Linked DNA regions of Mus musculus: region 2 is linked to region 1. The links are chromatin contacts, called in public Hi-C maps. All regions are on one chromosome and are shown on one strand. The core of a region is the stretch at or near the end of the contact, and the rest is flanking DNA. Distances in the headings are between cores, read along the strand shown.

Region 1 (6,288 bases), core at 2,287-4,786:
TTTTACAAGAAGCCTTTCCCTTCATCTGGGAATTCTAGACTATAAATGGTTTTACTTCAGTCCTTTGACTTTCAGTGTTGCTGCAAAAAGTTAGTTGTCAATCAGACAGTTACTCGTTTGTCTTTCATTTTCTGTGATTTCAGTCTGGTTTATCTAGACATGAACTGATTATTAATTATACCCCCTGTTTTACCATCCAGTTCCAATGGGAAGATAACCTTTCTGGGTTTTGCCTGCACCCCAGTGTTTTCTTCTCTCCTTTTGGGACCAATTAATCATATTACAACTGTTCAAGTAACTTACATCTCTCACACCCTCTCTTCTGTCCCCTTCTCCCCCCTTTAACCCTCCAGCTGCATTGTACCTATAGTTTCTTCAGACATATTTTAGGTTCATTACCAATCTCTTCTGTTGTGGGTGAAACTATTATGTTTTAATTTCAACTACTATTTTTAGTTTTTTTTTAGATTTTAAAATCTTTCTTTTTATTCTAAAGATTTGTTCTAAAGATTTTAACTTATGGCTATGCGTGTTTTGTCTGTGTTTTTCTGTGTGTGACCCACATGGCTCTTGGTGCCCAAAAGAGGGTGCTAGATCCCTTGGAACTGGAATTACAGATACTTATGAGCTGCTTTGTGTTTGCAGAGAACTGAATCTGCACCCTCTGCAAGAGCAGCAAGTATTTTTAACTGTTGGGCCATCTCCCTCACCCTAGCACCTTGATTTAAAATACAATAACCTCTAGCTATTTGTCAGTGACTTTCTATCTTGTGTTTGAATTCTATGAGTGCAGTGAAAATAATTGTTTTAAAGTTTTGTCGGACAAACTCTCACATCTGTAGGTCTCATTTTACACACACACACACACACACACACACACACACATATGGTTTGTTGATTCTGGTACATGACGGTCTCTTTAGGTGACTTGCAAACTTTTGCTGGTTGCTGTCCATCTTGTTTGAAGAAGATGCTATAGTCATGCCACAAGGCATAGTTGCTGTCTTCCTTCATTTCCTTCTGTGAGACTCCCCGGGATTCGGTGGGTCTTGGATTTGTGACTCTTCGCTCCCTCCCTTTACCATGGCTTCCTCTGTGTTACCACCTGGAACAGGGGTTGCCATGAAGATCTCTTGCTTTGGTGGGAATGTAAACCTTCCTGAGCTGCCACAGGTCTGCTTTACTGAAGCCTCTCTGGCTAATCCTTTTCATAGCAGAGCTGAACTGTCATGGAGCAGGCTGCCCTGTTCTTTAATGGCACCTGTCATTGTCTGTTACCTATGCCTTGTGTATATCTTTAGCATTTCTCTTGGATAGGCAAATTTTCTAGACAGAAAGGGTCATTTCCCAAACTCCGTCTCCTTGTTTCTGTCCCTACCTTATGGGACTAGAGGGGATGGATGCCACTAAAATGATGGTTTGATGCATGTCTTTTCGGTTTTTTGGTTCTTTTATTTTTTTTTTTTTTCTGTCTTATTTTCAGAGAGTTTGAATTGCTACCAGAAGCTAGAACTCTTTTATACGAGGTTTGCTCTATTCTGTAATTATATTACTGCCATGAAAATCCAAATATTTCGATTCTTTGAAAACCAGAGAATCTAGCAACCTCGATGCCATATATTAATATAACTAGGGAGAGACCAGTGTCCCCCAAATTCCCATCCCACTCTACTGTCTTAAACTCACCCCTGTGTTAGTGAGTATCTGAGCTTGCAATCATGGAACTGAAGCACTAAAATAACACCAGTGTGCATGACCAGTGAGAAAGCAGGGAGTATACCTGGATAATTACATATCCAAAGATCTAGGGCATCTAGATTTGATTTGATTTTTTTTCTCTTTTGCCCACACAGATTCTCAGCCGCTAGGGCAAGCTGACAGGTTATACATGGAGCCCAGAAACCTGTAGGGGGGGGGGAGGAACTAGGATCCCTTCCCCACTGCACTGTTCCAGTGGTGTAAACTCAGCACACATTACTCTGAACTGACTGTGACTCAGGCATGGAACTGTCATCTACACTGTCCTCACACACCACAGTCCTCCCTGGGGGACACTGAAGCCGAAAAAAAGCACCATGAGACAGTCTTTGAGTCTTCTCTCAGGGATAAATAATATTTCTATTTATTCTTTGAGAATTTTGTAAATGAGAAAAGAAAAATCTATCTACTTTCCTATCAAACATTGTATTTCCGTAGGTGGATAATTAAAAAGTTACAGGGTGATGCAAATGTTCTTTATAAATCAAAACATCACAATATCAAGGTTTTAAACATCTGGGGATGGTAGTATTAGGATATAGGTGTTCATTCCAGATGGACCATAGAATACAAAGGACAAATAGGTCAAAATAAGGGGTGATTAGACGACAAAGTGATGTTTGGATGGTACTAGATAGGTCAATCATTTCCTCTGGAATATATGTATTTTAAGTTATTATCTTAATATAATATAATAATTAATTAACAATTAATTATTTTCTCTGGAATATATTATTTTAAGTTATTATCGACACATAAACTAGAAGACAAAGACAACCATCTGTTTTATTTTACTAAATAAATATTTGTAAACAAGAGATAGGAAGAAAGAAACGGACAAACTACTGTGAGAGAGATGAGCTTAATAGAGATGCCCAGGCCCAGGCCTGTGTTAGCAGGGGCGTTTCCACTGAGTGGAATTGAGGGCGCCAGCTCTTTTCTCCTCCCTGAGGAACTGTGGAGGCCTAGGCAAGGACCTTCATTGCCTCCATGTTAGAAGCACCACCTTGTCCCTTCAAGCCAGCCCTTCCTGAGGTCAACCTGGACTGGTGACACTGCTTATCTTGGGGAGAGTTAACAGGCTCTCTGTACAGTTGTTCTCCCAGAGCCTGTTTTGCACAGCTGATGTCCCTGTCTGTATCGCCTAGAGGATGCTGCTTTCTAACAGGGCTAGTCAGCTGGAAGAGATCTGGAGACAAAAGGGGTCAGAATTAGGCTTCACTTCCTGCTAGTCTGGAATTGTAGCACTAGAGGATAAGACCTAGGAAGATGGGTTGGTTTTAAGTAATTCTGTGCCAGACTGGAAGGTACTCTGGGTACACCAGGGCAGTTTTCAGAGGTGGCAGAGCATCTCCATGTTTTTTGTACCTGCAGTCCAACACCATAGCACCAGAGGATGGGAAGGGAACCCACAGCCAAGGAGTCTTCCCTGCAGTGCAAAGCCATCAGTGGGGTTCCTGGAGGGCCACTATGCACTTTATGTGTCCTCAGTCACAGGAGCATGGTTCTTCTCACGTTCTGTGCCTTTAAGACTCAGCTGTCATACAAACCCTTAGTGTTTTAAATAATTGCTCTTCTCCTTGTAATGCGAGTTGTGCTAGACTGTCTACCAACAAATTTAGCAAGACTTCCGTGTCTTGGAAAAACATCAAATTAGAAGTTTCTTCACCTCATCCAGGGCTTATTTTGAGTCTCGCAGCTTAGCTAAGATAGCATGCAAAGAAAACAAGCTCACTTGTGGATTGACACTGAGGTAAGGTTTCTATGGAGATGCAAAGTGAAACTGGTCTTCCTGTTTTCCTTTCTGTGAATTGACCTGGAAAGCAGAAATAAATCTTCCGAGGGCCTCGGAGACAACTTTTTTTCTTGGGTTGTTTTCTGTGCTCTTGGTAATTTTCCAGCTGTAGGAAGAAACAGCGGAGGCTAAGGAGCCCTCGGAAGTACATGATAGTTGGGTTGGCATTTGAGGATTTATCTGGAAGGAAGGCCAAGCCTGCTAAGCAGAGGGAGAAATAAGGATCTCAAAGGCCAGCCACTAAAGGCTTCTCTGACTTTTAAGTACATGTGAGTCACCTGCAAGCTTATGACAGTGCAGATCTGTTCAGTGGATCTGAGAGGAGGCATGAGTCTGCAATTCTAAGCAGCGCCTGTTGCCTCCAACCAAGAATCCTTTGGGTTGGGAAATTTCCAAGTAGTTTGATAAACAATAATTATACTTGTTTTATAATTCCTTATCATTTTTTCCTAGCTAAAAGTGAATTTTCAATAACTGCAAATCCCTGAGCCCTGTCAATATGACTTAGACAATGTTAACACAAGCGGAAGTGAACAGCTTGAGTCGCTGAAACAAACACCCACAGACTGAAGAACAGCAGGACACGTCCAGCTGCAGGATCTCAGGACTGCATCATCAAAGTGTCTCAGCATTTTGGGAACACCACACTGGCCATCCTGACCCTAGGTTATGCTTAAGAGCAAAGGATAGACATTGAGGACAGACTCATTGCTTGTGGTGGATCCTGAATTTGGAAGTGAGTATGGGAGTTACCATTTAAGGCATCTGTCCCTCACAATCCTGCAAGGGAAGTTTGTTCACACCAGTGTAGCTTGGGCAGCTGGAGAAGTGCCCGTCCGTGTTCTAACAGTTTGACACAGACGGCAACTAGACTTTTCTTTCTCCATTTCATTTAATCCTTTTTTTCTGGCGTAGGTAAAATATTTTTCCTCTAAAAATCATGTCAAAGCTACTGCTTAAAAAGAAGGAAGAAAGGAAGAAAGGGAGAAGGGGGACAAGGAGGAGGAGGAGGCATAGGAAAAAGAGGAGGAGGAGGAAACTTTCCAATAGGAAACAAAATACCTGAAAATTTAGACTTCAAAAAACATTTTAAAGCATTTCCCTGTTTGGTTATAATCAAAAGCTAAGATGTTTAATCTCATTAGGCCAATTTTGCAGATTTTGAAAAATCTTGAAATTTATCCAGATTCACAAACACACATAAGTACTAGTGTAATTTTGCTTTTTAAAAATATTTCACTTATTTTTATTTTATGTGTATTAGTATTTGTCTAAGCATATGTCTATATACCACATACATGCAGTACCTACAGAGACCAGAAGAGGGTTCTTGGATCCCCTGGGACTAGAGTCACAGACAGCTGTGAATTGTCATATAGATGCTTAGAATTGAATCCAGGTCACCTGGAAGAGCAGCCAGTGCCCTTACCCACAGATCCCTCTTCCCAGCCCTGTAATTTTACCTTTTATAAGATAAAATCTTCAGACAAAGACATTTGGATCTATGCATCACTAATGTCACAGGAACCTGTGCAGCTGTCACGTTCAGAAGGCTCACATGATGCAGTCCCTGATCTGAACCTGGCCTCTACTCAGGCTGGGTATAGCCTATGAACTAAACATGATTTTATGCTATTAACTGATTTTTAAAAAATTATCCAAAGACATCCTGACATGATAAAATTTGAAATCCAAGTTTTGGTCTCCACAAACGTGATTCTCTTGGGATCCCAGCCTCTCTGTGTTGCTCATATAGACCTGGTCTGGAAATCAGCAATTCAGTTTTCAGGTCAGCAGTAGCAGCTTGATCCACTCACAAACACTTCACAGATACACCAGCAGTCCGTTTAGGGAGAGTCAGAATAGCAAACACGAATCAGCAGCAGTGGCACTGCCTACCAGAGACAGCCAGGCCTCAGCCTTGGCTCCAGTCACCAGGAGGTACCCGGAGGGATGCCAGGAGAAGTTCTTGGTTGTGCCTCTCTCAGCCAAGTGAAGACCAGAGACCCACAAGCGTTGCACAGCTAGCTCTATAAGGAAGCCAAGCTCAGCCCCTGTCACTGTCCATTGAGTCCTATTTATACCCTCCAAACACCACGTGTCCTCTACAGGTCTTGCCTCAGCACAATGCATCTGTCTCAGCTGACATCACTCTGCCAATCAGCCCAAGTCCACAGAAGTGGCAAGAAACAGCCTCACGTCACCAGAAGGTTTTTTTGGTGCGTTTCTTTCTATGGAGTCCCAATAAATGCAGCTCAAGGTGAGGTGGACCAATATGTGTTTGTTGTTAGCAAAGAATCCTTCATCATGTGTCCTTTCATGTGCTTATTTTAGCAGAGCATCCTTTCAGCTGCGTCTGCCTCAGTGAAATGTTCCTTCACGAGTTTCCCTTTGCCTTTCACCTGTTTCTACGTTAATGAAACAATCTTTCACGAGTATGCTTTAGAAAAACATCCTTTCACCCATGTCTGCTTCAGGAGAGCACTCCTTCACATGTTTGCCCCAACAAAACACCATCCAACACAACTGACTTTCCAACAAACCCTTGAGTCTCCACTGCAGTCTCACCTAACTTCAATTCCTAAGTCATGACCCTTAAGTCTCCACTTGGATCTCACCTAACTTCAATTCCTAAGCTATGAAGTATGGAGTGCTCAGGTTCCAGCCAACCAAACAGCATCTCACATGACAATTTGTACCAAGAGATGTGCTCAGCTATGGGCCCCTCCCATTCT
Region 2 (6,288 bases), core at 2,600-5,099, 200 kb after region 1:
AGAGGGCAGAGAGTAGCTGATGGTAAGCGCCATTCATTCCTAGAGGGCAGAGACCAAGGTAGTGCCCTCCCGCTCTGACCGTGGGGATGGCCCGCACAATCCGTTCAGGATCCGTCCAGTCAGTCTGTCGCCACGAGACCGTCCAGCTTTCGGGATCTCAGAGGCCACACTTTAAAAAAAAAAAAAAAAAGCCCAGCCCAAGATACCCGCGCGACGTGGAATCCAGAACCGCCGGCTGTGGCTCCGCGTGGGCGGGGAGGAGGCGATGAGGATAGCCAGACTGTGCACGCGGCGCGTCCTCGAGTGCTCCTGGGATGTGGCACCGTAGGGACGCCCGGTGGCGGCGGTTGCTGGTGCGCGAGTTCCTGCGGGTTCTCAGGAGCCGCGACCACAGCACGGTTCCCGGGCTTGGTGCAGGTCACACCGGGAGGGGGTCCAAGCTGTCCTAGTCTTCGGGGCTCCCTAGCCTAATGGACACTTGGGACGACTTTCATCTCACCTCGCCATGAGATCTTGGAAAGTCTGGTCTTGCTATGGTTTTGATACTAAAGCATTTCAACTGAGGAACGGACCTTGGCCAGGCTCTGACGGGGTCGTCCTCCTGCTGGGACAGGTTTGGGCGTGGGAGGAAAGGGAGTTCCGAGCGCTGGAGCCCACCTCGGTCCTGCCCAGGGATCGGCTTCAGGGGGGAGGCAGCGCGCGAGGGGGTGGGGGATCGGATGCAAAGTTAACTGAATACCTGGAGGTGGCCAGGCTGGAAACATCTTTGCACAAAGCGCAAAGGGGAGATGCGGATACACGGGAAAGGGGATCTCTCTCTCTCTCTCTCCCTCTCTCTCCCTCTCTCTCTCTCTCCCCCTCTCTCTCCCTCTCTCCCTCTCTCTCTGATTTGCCTCTAAACTCTCAGATTGCTGCTGGCCACCAAAGGAGTGGTACTTTGGGGACCAAGAGCCCAGGGGCCAAACGGAGGAAAGCTGCCTGTCCGAAAGCTCAAAGCTACTAATGTCTGAGTTTAGGAACTTTCCAGAAGTTCCCACAAAGCTCTCAGATTGGAAGGGGTTGAGGTAGCAGGCAAGGCGAGCAGTAGGAGTTCTGGGCTATGGGGTGTAAACAAGGAAATGTAGACTTCTTTGCTAAGGGTGGGGAACACAGTGGGTTTCTTCTACTCGGCGCTCGGCTTTCCTCAAAGCCGTGGATTATAATGACCCAACATCTAAAATCCCGCCTTCTGGGAGTCGTAGGTGATGGGCGTTCCCTTGTTTTCCTTGTATCCTGGAGCTGAATCACTCTTACAAGGATCTCTCAGAAATTATTTATAAAGAAAAGGCCTTGAAAATACTAGCATTTTTTTAAGTAAACGCAACAGTCGTTTATTTTCCAAGAATAGATACACTAGTTCAAATTGATCTCCAGTCATCCTCCAGTTTACCTCAGAAAAACAACTTGAGAAAAATAGCGCACAAGCTCAGCGTTATTGGGCACGCTAAGAATTCTGGAAACTGAAATAGGAAGATCGCTAGTTCCAGGCCACCAAAGGCTGCACAGCGAAACTCTCCTTTGAAAAACCTAAATTTAATTCGTTAGAATTAAAACTAGTTTATAAGATAAACTTTGGCCCTCAAATAGTTGGAACTTTTAAAGCCCATATTTAAAACGTGTCGTCCCCGATTTCTCTAATGGATATAAATCATAAAAACGAATTGTGAGATAAGAATAGAAATTTTTTTAAAATTTCATTTATGAAAGCAAATAACGAGACATAGGAAACAAGCGATGTAGCATTGTAGTTTCGTATTTTATTCAATCTCTATAACTAGGCTTAGTTTTAACACTCCCCGTTGGAGTAGGACACGTCGTATATACAAGAGATAAATGTTATGAAATTACCCTATTTGTATTACCTACGGGTTTCGGAGCATGTACGCATTCGCAGTCGCAGTCGCCACTGGGAACACTGGCAGTTCCTAAGCAATGTGGATGGTGATGTTTTGTATTGCAGACTGTTTTGTTTTTATTAACAGCAAAACACCTCACTCACTTTCATAGTCATAGGTCCTCGGGAAGTATGTAAGTCGGGAAAACCGTGGAAGCCACAACCGAAGCGGACAAGACCAAGCAAGACTTGTAGATCCAGGATTTTCCCACTTTTGTGTTGTCAAGCGAGCAGAACACATTTGTAACAATTTGGAAGGACTTAGTGCGCACTCCGCTGCTGGCTTTCTACGCACAAGCCTAGCAGGCGGGTGGTGCAAACCTAGAAAGTGGTTCCATTTTGCCACTTGGCTCCAGGTGTGCCAAGGCGACCCAGCCTGGAGGCTGGGCCTGGGTGCTGCTTAAAATTCGGGCAAGGTCCCCTCTCGGCCCGAAAGAGCGGCCAGGGTTGTCAGCCTACCGTCGTCAGCTGCAGGCTGTTGCCTCAGCAGCGCCGCAACGGCGGACAGGTGCTGGCCTAACCGCACGCCTTTACCGGGAGCGCAGCTAATGGCACAGTGATGCTGTTCTTGCTGCAGCGGCAGCGGCGGTTGCGGCTGCTGAGGCAATATTGTCCGGGAACCTGCGGACATGTGAAACAAAGGGGAAGCGGCCTGGGGGTGCAGCAGGCACGGTGGATGTTGCAGCAGGTGGCAGTAGCTCCACGGAGCAAAGGACGGACTCTGCGCAGACCCAGTTCCTCCTCCTGTAACCCCCTGCATGATGCTCTCGATGGTGAACGAAGCGCACCCGCGTCCGGACCGAGTTCCAGAGCTCTGGTCTCTCTCCCAAGGCTGGGAACCCAGTACGGGCTGCAGCGCGGGAATGGCTAAGGGGGTGGCGGGGTCCGCGCCTTCCGCTTTTCTAGGGTTGTCGCCATAGGCCGGGGCCGCGAGCAGCAGGTAGCGCATGGGATGCGGATGCAGCGGGGCGCACGGGTGACTCCGAGGCGGGGCAGCGGGATGAGCTGCGAGGTTAGGCTGTGGTGGGGCAGAGTAGCGGAGCAGGAGGCTGGGCTGGGAGACGTGCAGGGTGGCGGGCACAGCGGGTGGAGGGAAAGGGCAGTGCGGGTGGCCTCCCGAGGGCGGGTGGTGGCGCTTGAAGCGCTTCCTGCGCCGGAGGAAGCTGCCGTTGTCGAACATGTCCTGGGAGGCGGGGTCCAGGCTCCAATAGTTGCCCTTGCCCGGGTGGCCCGGCTCGCGAGGGATCTTGACGAAGCAGTCGTTGAGCGACAGGTTGTGGCGGATGCTGTTCTGCCAGGCGGGGAACTTACGGCGGTAATAGGGGAAGCGGCCGCTGATGAAGGCGCAGATACCGCTGAGCGTCAGGCGCTTGTGCGGGCTCTGCAGGATGGCCATGGTGATGAGCGCGATGTAGGAGTACGGGGGTTTGGCGGGCTGCGGGCCGTCGGCTGTGGTGGTCGCCGGGGTCCGTGGTGCTCGGAACTTGCGGAGGAACCCGGAGGAGTTACTCAGATCGCCGCAGTCCCCCGCGCTCCTCCCTGCAAGAGTGCGGGCTCCGGGCCTCTGCAGGGATCGCTCCAGGCACTTATGGCTCTCCTCCTCGTCATCCTCTTCTTCCGTCTGATCTCCATCTTCCTCCTCTGCCAGCACGTCGATCTCCACCTCATCCTGGTCGGAACTTAGAGGACTGGGCGGTGGAGTGGAACGAAGGTGCCCAGCTCTTGCTGAGTTCATGGAGGATAGGAGGGAAGAGGGAGAGGAGGGGACGGACGTGGGGGCAGCTCACCTGGTTTGGGATGGGTGAGTTAGCAAGGATGAGTCTGCTGGGAAACTGGAGCGCTCCTAGGTTAGGCTTCCTTGTTCTTTTCTGCTTTTTCTTTCTAACACCCTTTGGCAAGGAGCACTTGGTGTTTTAAGTTTCTCTGAGAAGTGCGCAGCTATATATCCTTCTTTGCCGTTCCTCGGGCTGGAGCCACGTCCTCCTGACGCGGTCCAATGATGGGGGGTCCTTGGTCCCTCCTCTTCACAACCATCCACTACGGAGGATGGTTTAATCAGCCAAAGTGCTCTGACATTGTGCGGGCTCTGTTGATGTTTCTCTAAAGCTGCACAAATAAAAATCAAGAGGGAAAACATGATACACAACGACGATGTGGGACCACGTCGACATTTAGACCTTCCCAGTACTGACTTTGGCGAGTAATGAGATGTATCTCAAACAGAATGGCACACTGACTTAAAGCTATATGCCCCCATTCCAGAGAAATGGCTCCTTCCCTCCTCGTAAACTTCACCAAATAATCCCGTGACTCGATTTCCCTAAAAACTAAAGCATCCTAGCATAAACTGTGGAAGTTCAGTGTGGACTTTAAAAGGAAAAAAAAAAAAAGTATTTTCTTAGTCTCTTTTCCTCCAGCTTCTTTTACTATTTAGCCAGCGGAGCAAAGGTGCAAATTATTTTTTCACGTTCAGACAGGGATGCCTAGAAGAGGCTTCAGAAAGCAACACACTAGCACCACAGAGGCAACTGGTATCTTCATCTTCTTTTCCTTCGTTGTCTTTACCAACTACATTGATTTCACTACACAAATACTGTTTCCCCCAAAGTAATTTTATAAAGAAAGGAATGCCCTCACTATATGAGTGCATCTACCTGCTTGGCTTTGTCCCCTACCCCTCCCCCCAACCCGAACATCCATCCAGAAACACAAGTGCTTTACTGTGGTAATAACAATAAATCGAGGAAGGGCGGGGTTGCAGTGTCCCTGACACTAGATAGTCCAGAGGTCCATGGTAAGGCATCCACACTGCAGAGCAGGACAGGGACCCCAGGACTTGCTTGAAGGCTTTGGAGTACCTAAGCTTTTAGATTGGTTTCATGTGAGTTAGCCCAGCAGCTAAAGTAACAATATGGTAGAGTATGTCTGTTACATAAATAGGGATTGCATAGCAAAATACAAAGTACATATTGGGGGAATTGGGAAGGTGAAATCTAAAAAGATGCACTAGGAAAGGATGAAAGTTGTGCCACCTTCAACGTTTATGTTTGTGATTGTGACCTTTATTGAGAAATCAGAAACTGACTACCAAAAATAGCTCATCGCCTTTGGGATTAAAGTAGTTTAAAGAAGTTAGCATCTTTTGGAGAGCAGCTCCCTTGCCAGCCTTTGAGTTAAGCTGCATTGCTCTGTGGAGGGTTTTACCCTCCAAGGCTCTCTATTGTGTGCAGCTTGAGGTAGGACAAACAACAGATCTGAGCCTCACAGATTTGTGTTTAAATCCAAAATTGACCAATGACTATTTGTGTGATTTTAAACTGCAGGAGGGCCGGCAGGTGTCTCATTCAATCTGCTGGCCCCAGATGCTGCCCTCACCCCCTGCTGGAGAGACTCGGTTCCCCTTTTCTGATTATCTGTGTGAGAGAGAGTATTGTTGGTTTTCCTAAAGTCAACTGCTAGGGGGATTTGGGTTATTTACAAATGAAAGGGTGTAAGAATGTGCTCAAAAACAAAACAAACCCCCCACATTCTGGGGCTAATCTCAAAGGTGACTCAGGAGCCAACTAAAGATCTCCCTGTGGCCAACGCTGGGGCAAACCGAACAGTCAACTTAGCTGGTTATAACTCAATGTCTAAAATGTATTTGTGTGTTCACGTTGCTAAGAATAACTGGTTAAATCAATAAAGGAAATCTCTTGTAGAATTTCAAATAACTCACGTAGTTACTCAAGATGGAGTCTAATTCCCAACTACTTAACATGAGATTTTCTCCCAAAAAGTCCAATAGAAAAAGGGACAGGGTAGCCTTTCCTGTGGAGAAATCTGATCAAACCTCAGCCAGGAGATGAAGGCCAACCCCAACTCCGCTGCAGCACAATGATGTGTAGTTGCTTGATGTAATGTCAATGGCAATCCAAAGCCTAACTGAAGAGCACCTATGTGCCTGCCAAAGGCACAAACCATAGGACAGCTAAGGCACTGTCATAATCTACAGCAGCCTAAGGGGACTATTGAGTGCAATGGTCTATCCTGGATGCGATTCTTCAACAGAAAAAGAATATGATATGTGGATTCCAAATAATCTGAGCCTGTGGCAAGGTTGGCTCACTAACAGTAATAAATGTCCCCTAGCATGTTGAGATGTTAGTGTGTCTATCAATCTAAACCTTTAATAAGGGCAGGGTGTTGAATAGCTCAGTTGGTAAATTGCTTTGCTTTGCATGCTCAAGCTCTCCAGGAGTTGGGTCCCCAGAACCCACAAAAAAAGTGGCACAGTGTGTGCATAGTGGCACACTTGTAATCCCAGGGCTAGGAAGGTAGAGACAGGAAGGGTCCCTGAGTGGGAGAGGCCCGGT

What was found. Hi-C and Micro-C count contacts between places; a contact is called where the count stands out from the background.
Region 2: a contact with region 1 is called in a Hi-C map of bone marrow-derived macrophages, with 21 read pairs. A contact is called at or near these places in 4 of 39 promoter capture datasets (the 3T3-L1 cell line, the HPC-7 cell line and pre-B cells), 12 of 484 Hi-C or Micro-C datasets (3T3-L1-derived adipocytes, the STO cell line, bone marrow-derived macrophages and 9 more), 9 of 130 datasets of targeted methods (the NIH/3T3 cell line, cardiomyocytes, embryonic forebrain and 6 more) and 2 of 9 other capture datasets (embryonic stem cells and macrophages).

The regions. Positions count from the first base shown.
Region 1 is chr19:24,695,230-24,701,517 of GRCm38.p6, forward strand. All of the region lies in intron 10 of Pgm5 (phosphoglucomutase 5), which reads right to left. Among named protein-coding and RNA genes, the nearest start is that of Gm38581, 8.8 kb to the right of the region's middle.
Region 2 is chr19:24,897,167-24,903,454 of GRCm38.p6, forward strand. It overlaps Foxd4 (forkhead box D4), which reads right to left and starts at 3,850. Exons shown (of 1, transcript NM_008022.3): 1 at 1,777-3,850. The coding sequence starts at 3,668. The coding sequence ends at 2,334.